Regions from separate parts of the Mus musculus genome. Here region 1 is linked to region 2. A link is a contact called in public promoter capture Hi-C data. All regions are on one chromosome and are shown on one strand. Each heading gives the region's core, a stretch centred on a gene start, on an enhancer-like site or on the middle of the called end of the contact. The rest is flanking DNA. Distances are from core to core; before and after follow the strand shown. Region 1 overlaps Fam222a (family with sequence similarity 222, member A). Region 2 holds the start of Myo1h (myosin 1H).

Evidence for each region. Promoter capture Hi-C pulls out the DNA fragments that hold promoters and counts their contacts.
Region 1: a contact with region 2 is called in a promoter capture Hi-C map of stem cell-derived epiblast-like cells, with 2.4 times the contacts expected there. The contact joins the enhancer-like site here to the promoter of Myo1h in region 2. A contact is called at or near these places in 6 of 39 promoter capture datasets (the 3T3-L1 cell line, embryonic stem cells, hippocampal neurons and 2 more), 1 of 15 datasets of contacts at CTCF or cohesin (the NIH/3T3 cell line), 7 of 484 Hi-C or Micro-C datasets (the G1E-ER4 cell line, cortical neurons, embryonic fibroblasts and 4 more), 3 of 115 datasets of contacts at active chromatin or transcription factors (embryonic basal ganglia, pancreatic cancer cells and stem cell-derived neural progenitor cells) and 1 of 9 other capture datasets (embryonic trunk).

Annotation. Positions count from the first base shown.
Region 1 is chr5:114,610,911-114,613,934 of GRCm38.p6, reverse strand. It overlaps Fam222a (family with sequence similarity 222, member A), which reads right to left. Exons shown (of 3, transcript NM_001004180.1): 3 at 717-3,024. The coding sequence ends at 1,829. Among named protein-coding and RNA genes, the nearest start is that of Gm34844, 15 kb to the right of the region's middle. Within about 2 kb of position 1,549, at least 6 of the 459 cell types and tissues checked have an H3K27ac peak or open chromatin away from gene starts, as enhancers often do. A contact at or near this core is called in stem cell-derived epiblast-like cells, where this site is marked.
Region 2 is chr5:114,287,470-114,290,691 of GRCm38.p6, reverse strand. Myo1h (myosin 1H) reads right to left here and starts at 1,439. Exons shown (of 32, transcript NM_001164573.2): 1 at 1,308-1,439.

The DNA of each region.
Region 1 (3,024 bases), core at 300-2,799, 320 kb before region 2:
GAGCTGGGGAGAAGGAAGCATGGGCGGAGTTCAGGGTACAAGGAAGCCCTCGTGCTGGGGAGGGGACCCCCTCTTCCAGGCTGCCATCCTGCTGGGCCCTCTGACCCCTGCAGGTGGCAGGACAGGTGTGCCCTGACCCCCACAGGTGGCAGGACAGGTAGTCCTCTCGGCTTTCTTCTTGGGGGTACCTGGCCCACTGGAGCGTAACCTCAGGCTGACTTCCTACCTTACAAGGGCGTTGTGAGTCTTTAGGAGGTATGACTGGTCCCTAGTGAATGACAAGTTCCAATAACAGGACTGGCAGGGTATGGGTATATGCCAGGTGTCAGCCTGCATAATCCATGCCGGCCAGGGCGATGGCTAGCCTGTTCTCAGCTACATGGCAACCATTTAATCTGGGAGGATGACAACAGGATCTAGAGATGGACTTCCAATGGGGAGTTTTCAGAGCCACCTCAGCACCGAAAAGAGCCACCAGGGCTTGGGCTCAGGATTGATTTTGCCCCTATGGATGGACCACGGGCCTGACACATAGACACGGGATAGCATTTATCTTGAAGAGCTTTGTAATAAGTTGGGCATAGCTCACCCTGCATGCCACCCCACTCTGTCCCCACAGGGCTCCTTGGGGTGCCCTCCCGTGGATCCCTGAGGTGGGGGAAGCCAGGGAGAGAGAGAGAACAGCCTTACAGCAAACCCACAGCTGAGACACCATCTGTTTTCCGTTTTTTTTCTTTCTCTTCGTTTTTAAAACAATATAGTGCAGACAGACTGCACTTCTCACAGTAGAATATAATGGTCAATTTTAGTATAAAAAAAACATTCTCAGAGCTTTGTAAATGCACTTAGTGCTCAGACAGGCCTTGGCGAGATACAGTACCGCTTTCCGGAGCGCCTGGGGCCGGCAGGGCCCGGGGACTGCAGGCCTTGAGGACTTCCTGGGCTTCTCTCTTCCCCACGCCCCGCAGCAGTGCGGTGGGGGTGGGGGGAATGAGAACGGGAGCTGGATTGGGTATTCCAGTTACAGCCAGGTCACCCTCCCACTGGTCCCCAGGAGACCCAGAGATGCGAAGAAGGCAAGACCGTCCTTGTGAATGGAGCCTGAATTTACAGGTCCCTTGTTAGCCCCCCGTGACATCTTTGTGCGAATAGGAAGATAGTGTCCCTTCCTTGAAATGCAGACAACTGTAATAAATACACAAATCTAGGATGTGTGTGGAGTCTCCTTGGGCAAGGTGCCCTTGTGCAACGCACCAACTGTTCCCAGCAGCCCTGTGAGATGTAGTGTAGGGATGGAGAAGAGGTTGGTCTGGGGCGTACCGGGTAGGTTGGGCGTGATTCCTAGTAGGGAGGGTGGGTGGGTAGGGGGAGAGTCAGCAGGAACGGGGGGGGGGTAGTCCTGAGACCTCTGGGGGTGTGGAGTCAGGGCGGTCTTCACCTGGATTAGTTGGTGGGGTGGGGCACTTTGGACCCAGGGACTGGGAGATTGTGGATAGAGACCCCGTGTATGACACGGGATGACTGGAGCGCCCTCTGCTGGAGACCCAGAAGGAACTTCTTGTTGGCAGAAGGTCCTCTTTCCCTGCCTGGATGAAAGATGAAGGAGCCTCGTGGCCAGCCTGGGACCCTCCCTGCTGCCTGGGGCAGCAAGCGGGAGAGGAAAGAAGCCCTGGTGTGTGAGGTCAACCCGCCTGCCCACTGAAGTGAGGAGGTAACCAGCCTGGCTTCCCCGTGGACACAGGGCGGGCGGGGCGCCCTGCTAGCTTCCCGCCCTGTGCTATGGCCTGGCAACCCCCATCACCCTGTCCGTGTGTCCGCAGGGCAGACCTTATCTGTAGACAGGTAGGCGGATGTGGGCGTGCTGGTGGTCCAGCAGCCGGGGCACGGCCACCGTCTCGTAACCCTTACCCAGCATCTGTTCTTTGATGCAGGGTGGCCGGATGTCGTTGATGAGATACTCCAGCGACTGGAGGCTGCTGCTCAGCACCGCTGTGTTACACACACTCTTGCTGGTCAGGCCCGAGAGTACGTCTCCAGGAGGCCCGGCTAGCTCCCGGGCGGCTCCTGGTGCCAGCTCTGTCACTACGGCAGCAGCTGCTGGATTGTAGCAGTCACTGGTAGGTGTCACCAGAACACTGTTCCAAGGGGCAGCGAAGTACTGGCCCACGGTGAAGCTGCCGGGCAGCCCCATTCCGCAGTTGTGGGGCGACCCGTTGGCCCTTTCGAAGGCCCTCCCGCCACAAATCTCTGGGGACTGGGACTTGCCGGCTACGGTGCTGCTACTGTAGGCCCGCAGCGGCTGGGGTGGGGGTGGGGGTGGCTTCTGTGGCCACAGCAGGTAATCCAGGCCACCTTCTGCATACCCTGCAGGTTTGGTGGCCCCAGCCAGTGTCAGGGCTGGGGTGGCTCCCTGGCTCAGTTCTGTGCCCTTCCGGCAGTCTGGCAGACCGGCTGTGGCCGAGTAAGCCAGGTTGGGAAAGCTGGGGACTGGGCCATGCTTAGCTGGACTGGGGTGGGGCACAGCCACGCCCTGACAGGCGCTTGGTGCAGCACCCGGGGCCTGGCATTGCTGGTTGAGCTGGTACAGGATGCTATGGATAGAGGGTAGGTTGGAGGGGGGGAGGGGAAGGCCCCGGCCGGGCAGAGGGATCACAGAGGTGGCAGTGGCTGCTGCAGGCAGGCTGGGCGGTGGTGCAGGTGCCTCGGGTGGCTTCGGGTAGGCCAAGGGCCCCAGGGTGCTGGGCACTGGGTAAGGCGCAATGCCCACCTGCACGGTGGCCGGCGACAGTTTAGTCCGCTTGCCCTCCACACTCTTGAGCACGCTTTTGGGGTGGCCGGCGGGCGCATGAGCACTCGAGGAGACGGCGGCCTTGACGATGGCCAGAAGGCCCTGGTAGCCGGCGGTGTGCTGAGGGTAGGGGCTGTAACGCTGGCCGCTGGTGTCGTAGCCATTGACCGTGCGGCTCAGGTGCTTGTGCTGCGGCACTCGGATGTTGGTGGGGAAGATCTTGATGGACAGGGGAC
Region 2 (3,222 bases), core at 190-2,689:
ACACATTCATACACACACACACACATGCTCACACACACCTTCACACTTACACACTCTATAATACACATATTCACACTTCATCACATGCATACACACACTTTCTCACACACTTACACATACATACACACTCTCACTCACACACATATACTCTCTCCCTCTCTCACACACACATTCACACTTATTCTCATATGCACACACACACTCTCTCGCACACTCTCATATACACACACACTTACTCTCATACACACTCTCTTATACACACACACTCACAGCCGCCACAACATTAAAAGCGACCCATGACCTTCTTTGAGGACATGCCTACCCCTCTCCCCTCTACCAAGCAATCAGGCTATGCCCACCCTCTGAAGCCACTTCCTGCACTCAGCACCCTGAGCCAGTTTGCAGCCATGGCACAGAAAGCCATCCCCATACACACACCTGGGCGGCCTCAGGCCAAAGCCTGTTGTGAGTGCTGGTTGCCAAGGCAACAGTATTTGGTGCTATAGAAATGGATAATTAGCTGAATGGATCCATGACAGGCTCTGGCTAGAGTTCCTGGTGTGGGAGGCTCCTGTGTGTGGTTACTGAGCTCTGACTACGTATCCCAGTGTTTCTGTGACCCTCTTTGGTTATCCAGGAGGAGACAATCCATCAATAAATCCTGTTCTCTAAACAGACATGCTGAGATCATTCTTCAGGAGCAGGGGGTGGGGGGAGAAAACGAACAGAAAACAAAAAACAAAACAAAACCAAAAAACACCCTTGTAAGTACATAAGCAGCATGCTACATTGAGGCTGTCTCTGCCATTGGTTTCTTTAGCTTCTTCCCAATGCCGACCCAGGCAGTCTGGATAAAAAAACTTACAGACACTACATGTCTAGGCACCAATCGTAATGGTTTTCTCCAACACTGGGTCACTGTCAGTGACCACTGTATCCAGGCTGACACAATCACCACCAGCTACCTGCGTGGCTCACTAAAAGAATAAGTAAGAGAACACTTCCATCCCCCTGCCACGCCAGCCACTCCTAAAGTCCTCAGAAACCACCCTTGTCCCATAGTCCCAGCCCTGGACGGTATGCTAGTGACCACTCTAGCTTCCCGCTCTTTGGTTCTAAACGGCAGCTCATCCCTTGGATGATGAAGAGTCGTCATCTACTTGATCACCTGAAACAAAAATTTTCACCCAACAAGTACGAAATTTCAGGTGCGAACCCAGTCCTTTCTTGCCTTGGAAGCCTGGGGATGGAAGGAACTGTCGCTTAGACTTGGTGGAAGAGAGGATTCCATCCTCCGGCCCCATTACCTTGGATCCCATGGTGTTTGTAGAGAGAGTGGCGGAGAGCAGTTGTAACCACTACTCTGCTGGAGCCGGGCAGCGCAGTGCCTGGCGATCCTGCAACGCGCGACACTCTGCATCAAGGTCCGTGGAGATTCTAGATGGCCAAAGTATAGAGCGGTGAATAATTCATACTGGGAGGCTGGGACTGCGCCTGCGGCTGCCCACCTGAGGACACACAGGGCCCTTCGAGGTTACAAGAAGTGGAAACCGGACCCATTGGATCACGTTACGCCACCGCTGACCTCTGATTGGTCCCTCTGGGCGGATGCCTGCTGACAAGGTAGGGCCTCTGAGCTGTGCTGGCACCTGCTCAGGTTCCACAGACACCTGCGGGGACTCTGCCCACACCCTCACACCAAAGCTGCAGTTAGTTAAGGTGAGGGTGCCTGTGTTGGAGACGACCTTCATGGCTCCCAGGTCCACCTTTACCATCCATCACATACAAGGCAGGCTTTCTCTCATGACTGAACGGCTGCCCTGATCTTCTCCGAAGCGAGAAGGTAATGGTGCTGATGGCCCCCTTTTCCTACGCCCCCCCCCCAGGACTCCAGACACATGTCTGTGGGGCACGATTCTACCTTCCTCTAGTTGTGCTTGGCTCAGTCTCAGCGCTTGGCTCTCCTTTGAGAGACAAGATGGAATGGACCAATGGGAAACATGGTTATACATTTCCTTAGAAACATCCAGGAAAAAAATCGTTCCTCCCCTTGGTTAGTGGTACAATGGGCATGCAAGCCCTCTCAGCCACCAGTGCCACCAGCCTGGGCCAGCCTGCTCTTCTGTTGCTATGGTAAATACCACGGCTGAAAGCAACTTGGGGGAGGGAAGAGTTGATTTCAGCTTATATGTTACAGATTATAGTCCATCATTAACTGAAGCCAGGGAAAGAGCCTCCCAGTTGGGACCCTGGAAGCAAGAACTGAAACAGATCACAGAGGAGTCCCCGTTTGCTGGCTCCCGCAGCTGCCTTTCTTATACAGCCAAGGGATGCTGCCGCCCACAGTGGGCTGGGCCCTCTTAAATCAATTAGTAATCAAAAACGTGGATTACAGACGTGTCCACAGGCTCCTCGGATAGAGGCCAGTTTCTCCACGGGCAGACGAGCCCTCTTTCCAGGTGTGTCTCAGTTTTGGTGTCACATGGACAAGAGAAGTCTGGCACAGTCAAGGAACGAAGGCTTCATAGAGAGAGTAGAACTGAACAAAACCACTTGGAAATAGAGTCGGGGACCGGAGGCCACTGTGAAGTCACTAGATGGAATTGTGCCTCTGTGACTTTTTCAGTTTTATAAGCCAGACTACAGCTGCAAACCTCTGATAACCTGATCAACAGCCAATTCCGGAGAGACTACCGTCTCCTCACAGGTGTAACTTGGCCGTTTGCAAGTTACAGGCAAAGAGCCCCGATTCTGAGATGGTATAGAACAAAGCCGTCCTTGACATCATCTGTGGCCTCCAACCAACTCCCTCCCCTTTCACCTCCCTGCCTTGTTTGTACCCATCTGTGGTGTGAGCCAGTATGCACCCAACCTCAGGTGTAAGAACTTCTTATTTACAACTAAGTAACCCCGGTCTGGGGGTCTCTACAGAGCATGACTCCCAAGGGCAGGCTGGAGATGTGACTCCGGCAAGCGCTTGCCCTGCCTGCAAGCAGTTTTACAGAAGTTGGGCGTGGTGGAGCTTGCTTGTTGGTTCAGTACAGGAGAGACAGAGGCAGTTTCCCGGGCTTGTCTGCCACTCAGTCTATAGGGAAGAGAGACCCAGCCTCGAAACACAAGGTAGCAGGCATCTGAGGAATGTTAACAACACCCCCTGGTCTCTGCACACGCATGCTCCTGCACACATGCAAAAACAAAAACCCAAAGCGAAGACACAACCAC